Linked DNA regions of Mus musculus: regions 2, 3 and 4 are each linked to region 1. The links are chromatin contacts, called in public promoter capture Hi-C maps. All regions are on one chromosome and are shown on one strand. The core of a region is the stretch at or near the end of the contact, and the rest is flanking DNA. Distances in the headings are between cores, read along the strand shown. Region 1 holds the start of Slc36a1 (solute carrier family 36 (proton/amino acid symporter), member 1). Region 2 overlaps Galnt10 (polypeptide N-acetylgalactosaminyltransferase 10). Region 3 holds the start of Igtp (interferon gamma induced GTPase). Region 4 holds the start of 2010001A14Rik (RIKEN cDNA 2010001A14 gene).

What was found. Promoter capture Hi-C pulls out the DNA fragments that hold promoters and counts their contacts.
Region 2: a promoter capture Hi-C map of liver shows a contact between it and region 1, with 4 times the contacts expected there. The contact joins the enhancer-like site here to the promoter of Slc36a1 in region 1. A contact is called at or near these places in 5 of 39 promoter capture datasets (cranial neural crest, embryonic stem cells, hippocampal neurons and 2 more).
Region 3: a promoter capture Hi-C map of second pharyngeal arch cranial neural crest shows a contact between it and region 1. The contact joins the promoter of Igtp here to the promoter of Slc36a1 in region 1. A contact is called at or near these places in 4 of 39 promoter capture datasets (cranial neural crest, hippocampal neurons, liver and 1 more).
Region 4: a contact with region 1 is called in a promoter capture Hi-C map of liver, with 7 times the contacts expected there. The contact joins the promoter of 2010001A14Rik here to the promoter of Slc36a1 in region 1. A contact is called at or near these places in 4 of 39 promoter capture datasets (the 3T3-L1 cell line, embryonic stem cells, hippocampal neurons and 1 more) and 1 of 115 datasets of contacts at active chromatin or transcription factors (astrocytes).

Annotation. Positions count from the first base shown.
Region 1 is chr11:55,203,001-55,205,700 of GRCm38.p6, forward strand. Slc36a1 (solute carrier family 36 (proton/amino acid symporter), member 1) reads left to right here and starts at 1,340. Exons shown (of 11, transcript NM_153139.4): 1 at 1,340-1,488.
Region 2 is chr11:57,686,844-57,689,650 of GRCm38.p6, forward strand. The region is part of intron 1 of Galnt10 (polypeptide N-acetylgalactosaminyltransferase 10); the gene reads left to right. Among named protein-coding and RNA genes, the nearest start is that of Gm51896, 17 kb to the left of the region's middle. Within about 2 kb of position 1,493, at least 84 of the 459 cell types and tissues checked have an H3K27ac peak or open chromatin away from gene starts, as enhancers often do. A contact at or near this core is called in liver, where this site is marked.
Region 3 is chr11:58,198,136-58,200,835 of GRCm38.p6, forward strand. Igtp (interferon gamma induced GTPase) reads left to right here and starts at 1,421. Exons shown (of 3, transcript NM_018738.4): 1 at 1,421-1,644.
Region 4 is chr11:57,800,106-57,802,805 of GRCm38.p6, forward strand. It overlaps 2010001A14Rik (RIKEN cDNA 2010001A14 gene), which reads right to left and starts at 1,362. Exons shown (of 4, transcript NR_131042.1): 1 at 1,129-1,362. Sap30l (SAP30-like) reads left to right here and starts at 1,532. Exons shown (of 4, transcript NM_001081168.1): 1 at 1,532-2,184. The coding sequence starts at 1,987.

The DNA of each region.
Region 1 (2,700 bases), core at 90-2,589:
GTGTGTGGTATATGGAGTATATGCATGTGTGGTATGTACTGTTTATATCTCTGTGTGTATGGAGTACATGTATGTATGTGTGAGGTGTATGGAACATATGCATATGTGTATGTATGTATGTATGTATGTATGTATGTGTGAGGTGTATGAAGTATATGTGTGTGTATGGAGTATATGTATGTGTGTGTGGTATATGGAGTGTGTATGTGTGTGTGGTGTATGAAGTATGTGTATGTGTGAAGTTGTCTTTGCATCTCTGTGTGTGTGGTATATGGAGTATATGTATGTATGTGTGGTATATGTTTGTATGAGTATATGTGTATATGTGTCTGTGATGTATGGAGTATATGTTGTTTGTGTGTGTGTATGTGTGTGTGTGGTGTATGGAACATATGTGCATGTACGTATGTGTGTGGTGTACGAAATATATGTGTGTACATGGAGTATATGTACGTGTGTGGTGTATGGAGTATATGTATGTATATGGTGTATGGAGTATATGTCTGTGTGTATGTGGTGTATGGAGTATATGTATGTGTGTGTTTGTGGTGTATGGAGTATATTTATGTGTGTGGTGTATGGAGTGTGTGTGTGTGTGTATGTGTATGTGTGTAGCATATGGAGTATGTGTGTGTGTGTGTGGAGTGGGGCATCGGGGAGTCAGATGGTGACATTGTCTGCTTGAGTTGTTCCCTCAACTTTTTTTCCCCACAGGTTCTCTCACTGAACCTGAGCCCACTGTTTTGGCTAGATCAGTTAGTCTGCTGAAGAGACCAAGGGATCCTTCTGCTCTGGCCCCAAGCTCTGGTGTTACTGGCACACATTGTCTTGCCTGGCTCTTTATATGTACTGGGAATCTTAACTCAGGTTCTTATTGTATCCAGTAAACCATTTTCCCAGTAGCCCCTTTTAAATTTTTTTGAAGCAAGGTATCTTTAAATCACCCAGGGTATCCTTGAACTCACTCTATAACCCAAACAGGCCTTGAACTATTTTTCTTCTCTGCTCTGGTATTGCAGTCTTGTACCATCAGGCTTAGCTGCACGATTTATTTTTTAAAAGGTGCAAACTTGTGATTATAAACCAGTAAATGCACGTTAATATATGCTGAACAAATAAATTTTAGCAAGGCTAAAAATTACGGATATTTTGCATGCCGACTTCCCTGGAGACTGCCTCAAAATCTAGGTCGTCTGCCTTAGCTCTGTGGTGGTCTCAGAAGCACTGCCCTTTCTGAAGCAGCGGCTGACGGCCGCCAGGTGGCGCTGCAGAACAAGGGTCCGGGAGGAGGAGCACGGAATGGAGCGGCACGTGACCTGGGCTAGGGAGCCAGCATCACGTGACAGGGCCCGGAAGCGGCTGTCCAGGAGGCTAGAAAACCATGGCTAGGGGTCGGCGCTGAGGCTACGCGAGGTGGGCTGAGCAGGAGCGGGAGCCAGAGCCGGAGCCGGAGCCGGAGCGGGAGCCCGGGCCGGGCAGGGCCGACCGGTGAGTAGTGCGTGCCCTGCGCTGCAGTCGGGAGTCACCTCCTGCTGTAGCACCTCCCGCCAAACGGATGCTGCTGCTCAGGGACAGGTCACCCGTGGGGTGGGGTCTCCCATGCACCTTTGACAGGTGTTCAGTCATAGTTCCCAGGTGACATCGGCAGTCACTGACGGCTAGCTCGGACCAACCCTTCGTTTGCAGATGTGGCTGTTCGAGCTATGCCCTTGCCTTGGGTCACAGGGTACCAGACCGCAACTCCTTTCCTCCGAGAGTAGGGGAAACTGAGGTCCAGGGCTGTGTGTGGGCTTCCGAGGTATCCCTGCAGCAGGGTGTCAGCTTCTGCAACTGTTTGTTTTCTGCCACGTTGCCATCTGCGGGGAAACTCGCCCTGTGAAAAGGCACTTGTCCCTTCCGCTGTGGGTCGCGCGTCCTTGTTTAGCTCCGCTGTGTCTGGGCTCTCCACGCCAGGCTTGAGTTCTGGGTGTGGTTCTGTTCACTGATGGCTTTTTCCTTTCCTTTCCTTTCCTTTCCTTTCCTTTCCTTTCCTTTCCTTTCCTTTCCTTTCCTTTCCTTTCCTTCTTTTTTCCTCTCTCTCTCTCTCTCTCTCTCTCTCTTTCCTCATCACTCAGCAGGCTTCGTTTCTAACCGTTCTGCAGTTTTGTGGAAGTCACTTAGAAATATGAAATAGGACCTGGGATAGACTGGAGGGACCAAGAGAGCTCTAGGGCATGAAAAGCACAGATGTTAACTTGAAGACCGCTTGCTTTTTGTTTTGTTTTCTGAAATTTGACAGATTCAGGTAGCGACTGCTTATATGGATGGAATTAGGGGGTGGGGGCTTGTTGAGTCAGGATAGCAACATAGTGTCCTGGAAGGAATTGACTTTGGGGAATCTGCAGAGCGTGTTTTAGCTTTTGCCTCTTGCTTGATGCCTTAGGTGACTTTGAATCCTCCCTCACCCGGGTTTACATTTTCAGTGTATGAATGATGGTAGGGTCCTTTTGTTATGAAACTCATATTTTTCCTGTTTGATTTTGTTAGGAGAGATTTACCCCCTCCTTGTAATCTGTAGGCAGTAGCCTACAACAAGAGTAGATCTTGTTCTAAAAGAATTTTACCTGTTTCTAATTGTCTTGAATCTGCCCCCCCCCCATTTATGGCTCAACTAGACATTCATAATTTTAGTTGTCTTTCTCATGACCAAGATCTCTTTTG
Region 2 (2,807 bases), core at 243-2,742, 2.5 Mb after region 1:
CTCTAGGGAAGAAGCCCTGGGTTCTGGGAAGCCTGTGGATTGGCAGCTTCCGTCTCTAGCCTTAGCTGTGTTTTAGTAAAGCAGTTTCTAAAAGCCAAGCTTTGTGCTCAGAGGGTGGCATCCATGACTCTTGGTCCTCGATGATAAGATTGTTGATGAGCCTGTAGGCCCGCTGAGAAAAGCCTGACGGTCACAGAGGGCTGGGCTGTTTTCAGTAGAGCCACTTTAGGACGTGGAGAGTTTGTCCAAATCCAGAGGCTCCCATTCCAGTTCCCTGTGGTATCGTGCTCCGTGCGCGCGCTCGTGTGTGTGTGTGTGTGTGTGTGTGTGAGAGAGAGAGAGAGAGAGAGAGAGAGAGAGAGGGAGAGGGAGAGGGAGAGGGAGAGAGAACGAGAGAGAGAGAGAGAACAAGCTTATGCTTACAATAGACCAGGTGCAGTACAAAGCCAATGAGGGATACACGCCTTTCCCTCATGGGTATGCAGTCTGTTAAACTGGTAAATACAAGAGAACCCTCAGACATGGCTGACAGACACTACCAGGACCATCCCTAGTCCCAGGCGGCCTTACACAGGCCTCTTCTCTTAACCCCATGTCCCCACCTACAAAGTTAGATAAGTAAAAATGGCTCTCCCGGGGTCTTGATAAGGACCCGAAGAGGGGAAGTGTGTGTTGGATGGTGCATCCCGTAAGCGCTCGGTACAAGGACAGGTGAGCGACAGCCTAATCACAGATGTGTATCTCAGAAAGGGCCAGCCTGACAACCCCATAGGCTTCTGTCCCTCTTATGTGATAGACAGTGCGGAGTTCAGATGTTAAGGATAATGGGCCCTTTCTGTTGGTTCCGGGACACTAGTGGGGAAAGTAAGGACCTCTCTCAAAGGGTCCTTATCAAGACCTTGACCTGTGTGCTCAAGCCTTAAGGGATAATGTGTTGACAAAAAACAGCCATTCTGTCCTGTGAGCGGGGATGAGATGGGCATGAGTCCATTTCTTGGATAAGGAAGGCAACTCAAGGGCAGGTATGTCCCGTGCCAGGCCAGGGTGCTCCTGTTCTCTGCAACCCCACAGGAGACCTATGCTTGAGGCCCTCTTGGCCACTTCTTGGTTTCCAGACCTAGGCAGGGGATAACAGAGCCTCACATGTCCCCATCTGTAGCCTGAGAGATATACTAGTCTGGCAGGGCTGTGGAAATAGTCAGGTAGTGCTCAGGATACATAATGCAGGAGTGCTCAGCCAACATGGGAGGTGATCAGCCCTGCCCAGCATTGGGCTGTAGAGAAGAGGACATCCTCTGGCCAGGTCAGTGTGGCTTCTCTGGGAGGCCTCACCCCAGCTGGTTCCGAAGCATATGGGTTTGAGGTTCAGCAATTCCTAGGGAGCCTGGCCCGACAGCCCCTGAAATGTGCCGAGACCGATTGAAGACAGAGTGGGGGAACATGAGAGGGTGACATCAGAGGGCATGAGGTTAGAGTTTCTTGTTTGCTTTTCCAACAGCAGTAAAATTTCACTGTAGGAAGTTGGCAGAGTGCAAGTGAGTGTAAACACCAGAGCATACTCGGTGACCGTGACAGTTGGCAGATGACCACAGCCTTTTATGTCTCTCCTTAGCCAGCAGATAAAGAGGGCAAGAGGGTGAAGCCCTCGGGGTCTCGGGCATGCGGTCTGTAATGTAAGGTTGATATAGAGCAAAGGAAGATGGTGCTCTTTCTACTTCTCTAGTGCCATGGGAGAGGGTGCTCATCTATCCAGTGGGCTCATTCAACCTCTGTGGTTAGGTCCGTCCCTCAGGAACCACACCCACTCCTTTCTGTTTGTTGCACTTTCCTGTGGGCTTGTTAAACTCCTGCTTCCTGCCCCTACCCCAGGGTGAGCTCCAGCCGATTGGGCGCGCAGTCTGGAACTTGCATCTCTAACCTAGTTTCTGGTGCCGGTACTGTGTCCTGTTCTGACTTACCCTGGAGTACATGGGCTCTAGGCCAGTGGGTAGGGTGTGTCACCAATCCTAATACCACAGGCTTCAGAGCTGCAGGCATGCAATGGAAGCTGCATTTTGAACAGCCAAGAGAGTAGACTCCAGCCTGTCCCTCAATCCCGTCCCCAATTCCTGATCCCGCTAACAGCTGTCCCTGTGTGGACTTCAGGATACTTGTCAGTGAGGGCCTGACCTCCCATTTATGGTCAGGCCAAGGAGCCTGTCTCAAGCAGTTGATAGACTGCAGACCCCGTGGCAGATGTGCGTGTGTACACACACACACACACACACACACACGCACGCACGCACGCACGCACGCACGCACGCGTAAGTAGCAATGCTTTGCTAGGACCCCAAGCATACGATTCCCTGAAGAGATGCCAGGGAGACAAATGGAGATTCTGTGGCATGAATCTCGCCCACCTGGTGGTCTCTGTGGGCTACTGTTAAATTGCATTTTCTTTTCATTTTTCTCTCCCTTCCCTGGGACCGGCTCCCCTTAGAACCTGACACGAGCTAGATAAGTGTGATTAAGCACTGAAGCTGTGGGGACGCCCAAATTCATCTGTAGGACCAGGAGACGGTTGGGGTCACCGTCGTCATGTCTCTTCTGGACTTGAGGGTGTTTAGATGTCGGTTTATTTCCTGGAGTATCACTTCTAAGTGCTTGGTGGACCTTGAGATTATCTCCCCTAGAAGCCCCATGCATAATTTTGGCTGCTTGTAGCTGTAATTATTGGGAGGCACAGCTCATTCAAATGATAAGGAGATTTATGACTTCGCATAAGAACCCGACTGAAGGGTTGACTGTGGGATGAATTAATTCAGCAG
Region 3 (2,700 bases), core at 171-2,670, 3.0 Mb after region 1:
CTCACTGTAACTGGGGCTTACCAAATAGTCTAGGCTGGCTGGCCATCAGCCTATCTCCGTACTGGAGTTACTAGTACATATCACCACGTCTAACTTTTGACATGGGATCTGGAGGATTGAACTCAGGTCCCTGTGTGTGCACTGTAAGCACCTTACTGACTTCATCTCCCCAGCCTGTCAATCATCTATTGACCAAGTTCATCGATCAGGAACACTCCTGTGCAAGGGCATCTTGCAGAGTGCTGCCTGCTGTCATTTTCTGAGCGAGAGAAGTCACAGGTGGCAGAGACACTTAAAAATGAGATGACTTAGCAGGTAAAAGCACTGACTGCTCTTCCGAAGGTCCTGAATTCAAATCCCAGCAACCACATGGTGGCTCACAACCATCTGTATTAAGATCTGATGCCCAGGCCGGGAGAGGTGGCCACGCCTTTAATCCCAGCACTTGGGAGGCAGAGGCAGGCGAATTTCTGAGCTCAAGGCCAGCCTGGTCTACAGAGTGAGTTCCAAGACAGTCAGAGCTATACAGAGAAATGTCCTGTAACTCCGGTTGCACGGGTTCCAACTCTCTGCTCCGACCTCCGAGGCTCATGCACATGCACACCTATTGAAGGGAGGGATGGGGGAGGGAGGGAGTCAGGATGTTAGGGACAGTGAGTGAAAATGAAAGACCAGGTCAGTAAATGGCCTGGGGTGGGGGGAGCCCTGGGGGCATGGACTGTGCAAATGAGCACACACTTCCCATCAGCCACTTACCCTGCTAAGCAATTACACAGGGAAACTAGCCCATTCCCCTCTACCTGGGCACTCAGTGGTCCAGGGCATCACTGTACACAAAAAAAAAAGGAGAGGGGGAGGGGGAGAGGGGGGAGGGGGAGGGGGGAGGGGGAGGGGGGGAGAGTGTTTATTTTTATTTTTTGGTTTTTGTTTTGCTTTGTTTTAAATATTTTTCCTGAACTCAAGAGAAACCGGTGGGCAGAAGGAGACCACTTAAAGGTGGCATATTCTGCCGCATACTTTGATCCTGGGGAGACGACAGAATTGGAACAGGGCAGAGTAGGTGGAATTTCTGCCCCTGAGCTGAGTGGGCGGGAAGGAGCGAGTAGACAATGAGAAGCGACAGAAGCCCCAAGGAGCAGCAATGAAGGGCGAGTAGTTCTCCAAGGACCAAGTTCGCTGGGTCTCAACATGGTGCCATCATTAAGAGGGGCTCCGGAAAGGAGGTAGCAGGGTCAGACAAGGCAGCTCTGACCGAAGTCTGAATGGCAGGCTTCACGGGCAGACTTCTGACCTCTATACCTGGAATCTGGCCCAGTTACCCCTCTCTTTGAAGAAGAACGTGGCCTCTGAGTGCTAACTCCCGAAAACTAGCCATTTCTAGGAACTGAAACTGAAAGCTGTTCGGGCATCAGGCCCCGCCCCTTGGGGAGGAGGCAGGCAGGGCTCACGCCTAGAAGTTGGGGACTTACATCTGGGCCAACATAGATAGAGCAGGGTCTGAGAGGAAACCTAGGAGCTCAGGCTGCCCTTCAGCTGCTCCTGCCTCTTCTAATCGCTCTTCCCCACAGGACCCTGCCCCACCACACTTCTCTCTCTCCTGACCGTCCTGAGCCTGGATTGCAGCTTTGTAAGGCTTCTGAGCAGGTAGGTGAGGGGCTCCTGCTTGGCCTATAAACCTGCTCAGGGCAGGGGAGTCTGGGGTCAGGTGTTCCTCTGGGGCACCCTGTGCAGCAGGCACCCTCCTGCACTGTCTTCAGGATCGGAGTGCATGGTGTCTGGCTGAATCAAGTCCTTCCAATTCACCAGAGAGAAGCAGTGTGCTTCTTTTTTTACCTGGGTATCCCTGGGTTTGTGGGTCTTCTGAGGGAGCCTAGTTAAGAGAAAACAGGTGGGATTTTACTCAAATTCTCTTGGCCACTACTTCGATGACCCCTCAGGGGCCAGAGTCCAGGATCAGAACAGCCCACAGGTAATATTGGAACATTCTGGAATTGTGTAATGTGCATCTGTTCTCCATGTGCGACACGCAGGGGCTAGAACTCTGGCTTGGAAGGCTGGGTTCATAAGGAAACTTTTTGTCTAACTCTGTTGGGCATTATCTATCTGCCTTGGAGACGCTGGTTCTTCATCTGCCAGCATTTAATTTAATCTTTTGGAAGAGAGTATAACAAAATGCAACCCGACGGAACATAGTAACATAGGCAACCAATGGGCTGCCACTTCCACTGTGTATGTGACCTTTTTTGTGCAGGTGTGTGTGAGACTATTGCATTTGTGTGTGGGCCCGAGTGTCTGCTTGCCAGTGTGTATGTGTGTATAATCCAGAGGCTGACATTAGGGTGTCTTCCTCAGTCACTCTCCAATTTATTTCATTTTATTGAAATAGAATCTCTCAGTGAACCTCTTGGCTAGACTGACTGGCTGGCCAGCAAGCCCTCTGGGATCCTCCTCTGGACCTCCACCTCTCCAGCTAGGGTATTTTAGGCATGAGTATTGAAACTGGCTTTTATGTGGATGCCAGGGGTTCAAACTCCTGCTTGTGAGGCCAGTGCTTTCTTCATTGAGGCATCTCTTTCCCCCCCTTTCCCCAGAGTATTTAGAGAGATCTGGATCTTTATGGAGAATTGTAGTCAGCTTTAGATCAACCAGAAGCGTGACCAGGAACTGCTTTGTATAATTCAAGATGTCTTTCTTCTCTCC
Region 4 (2,700 bases), core at 112-2,611, 2.6 Mb after region 1:
CTACAGGCCAGTGCCGCCACATCCTGTTTAAGTAGTAATGTGGAACAAATCCAGAGCCTCGAGTGTGCTGATCCACTCTGCCACCAAATTACAGCCTCAGCCCCCACAGTGGCCTTAAATTTTTATCTGGTAGGTGTATTTTCTAACATACTGTCTCCTGTGTGAAATTAATAAAAGTAAACTGTACAAACGCACTTTTAGACCTCTGGAGAGAATTTAAGAGCTTTCCGGACACCCATCCCATAACCATACCTCTCCCCCACAACACTACTGACTGTAGGACCCGACCCTCAGAAAATTCCCTGTGTCCTTGCATCAAGGACGAGGTGACACCCTGGTCTTGGCAGGGTGCGGTGGCCTCCTCCCGGGTTGGTCTGAGTTAGCTTGAAGCAATAAAACTACAAATCAGTCTCTAACAAGTCTGAAGGTGAGTCCTCCGTTGGTGGCCTAAGGGCTTTTCACCTTTGCCTCAGCCCACAAAGTCCACCCTGAAGATCAACCCAGGCCAGGGTTGCTCTGACGCTGGGCTCTCCTCCTTAAGTCCCTTCTTCCTTGGTGCCCGCTGTACTCAAAGATTTCTAGTTCACCTGTCCGACCTCTCCTGTCTCTCAGTGCCTCTTTACGCGCATATGCACTTCCTCGTTAGCTTCATGTCCCACACCATGCACCCTGTCTCCCGCTGCCGCGTAGATCCTCCAGCCCAGGCTTTTCCGTTTTGCCCAGTCTGTTCTCCTGGCAGCACTTTCTCCCTAAGGTCTCCTTCCCATACCCTTCCCTTGTCCCTCAGTTTTCCTCCGCACGTCGATGCTTCAGTCCACTGCGAACGTGATCTCTGCTGCAAGTCTGTCCCTGCTTCCCGCAGACCCCACTCAACATAGGAGACCTTGCGGCCTGTCAGATCCGGCTTAGCATTTCGTTCCATAACCGGCTTGCTCACAACCCCACTATGGAGCCGGACCTCTGCTCAGGATCCCGCGCTGGGATTGGGAACCTGCTCAACATCCCATCCCGGAATGGAGACCCTGCGACCCTCCATATCCCGCTCAGCACCACTCCCTGAGGTGGAGGCCCCGCGTCCCTCCTGACCTAACACAGCATCTCGCCCCAGAGCCAGAGGACCTCGCTCACCATTCCTGGCCCGGACCAGGACATCTTGCATTCTTCCAGACCCCGTTCAGCATCCCTCGCGGAGCGAGGTCCCTATTTACCATCCTAACGGCCTAGAACATCCTGCATCCCTCCAGACCCATCTCAGCATCCCACTCCACAACCAGGACTAAACCTGCGGCCCGCTGTCCTCTCTAGCCCGGGTAACTCTTCCCTCTTGCACTTTCTCTACTTTGAACCCATCCCAGCAGAGTCCAGGAAGTAGCCTGGCACCGGAGACCGGCAGCGATGGCGCCCAATGGGAACTGCCAGCGGCGACGTGGGCCCCGCCTACATAAAGAATACGACCATTGAGCGCACAGAGGCGGGACTTCCGCTGTGCCGCGGCGGGCGGGGGAGCGCACTGTTGTGGTGCGGCGCGTCGGGCGGGCGGCGGCCGGGGCGGCCCAGGGGCTGCCGCGGGGACTCGGGGCGCCGCCGAGCGGCCAGGCGCTGGGGCGGCCCGAGCACACCGCGGGGCCCGGACACGGCAGGTTCGAGGCCGGGCCCCCGCGCGGGGAGCCACGGGGTGGAGACTTTGCCGCGCGGCGCGGAGCAGGCGGGAGCCGGCGGGGGCCTCGGGAGCCCCAGGGCGGCCGGGCCCGGATCCCGGGGGAAGCCTCGTGAGCCCCGGCCGGAGCCTCGGCGTGTGCATCCCCGCCGGGGCCCGGGCTGCAGGAGCACAGAGCAGCCGGGCCTCGCGGAGCTCGGAGCGCGCCTGACCCAGGGCGCACCGTGGGACCCGGGCGCGGGGCTGGCGAAGAGCTGCCCCGCGGGGCTAGCAGCCGCGGAGTGGCCTACAGGGGTCCTCCCCCGGAGGGGCCGGGCCGGGGCGGGGAGATGAACGGCTTCAGCACAGAGGAGGACAGCCGCGAAGGGCCCCCTGCCGCCCCCGCCGCCGCCCCGGGCTACGGCCAGAGCTGCTGCCTCATCGCGGACGGCGAGCGCTGCGTCCGGCCCGCGGGCAACGCCTCCTTCAGCAAGAGGGTGCAGAAAAGCATCTCGCAGAAGAAACTCAAGCTGGACATAGACAAGAGCGTGAGTCTCGGGGCATAGCGCAGGGCCGCGGGAAGGGACCCCGGGGACGCTCCGCGCGGTGGGCCTCGCCGCGCAGTCTGTGCAAAACAGGGGACTCAGGTTCTTGGAGGCCGCTCGGTGCTCCGCGACGCTGCCCGCGTCCCCGAGGGTGGGCTGGGAAACCAGGGAGGGCTTGGCACACTCTCCCTGCCTGGGAAAGCGACAGCAGTTTCCAGCTGTCACTGTTGCGCCGAATAGCAGAGCAGAGAGAGGTGGGTTACTTTTGCAAGAATTGGGCAAAAGAGGTGACAAGGGAACCGGGAGGATCTTCTCCAACTTCGTCCTCCCTCCAGGGACCTTGTCGCTCTTTCAGACACTAGCAAGGTGGCCGCGACTTTCCTGTCTGCCGCGGCCTCCGGTCTCTGCAGCGCAACACAGAGCCCGCTTCGCTGGCAGCGAATGAGTTTTTCTGAGATGTGGCAGAAATAAGGCCAAGGCCGGGTCTTAAATGATTTGCTGTGGATGTGATTGAAGGGG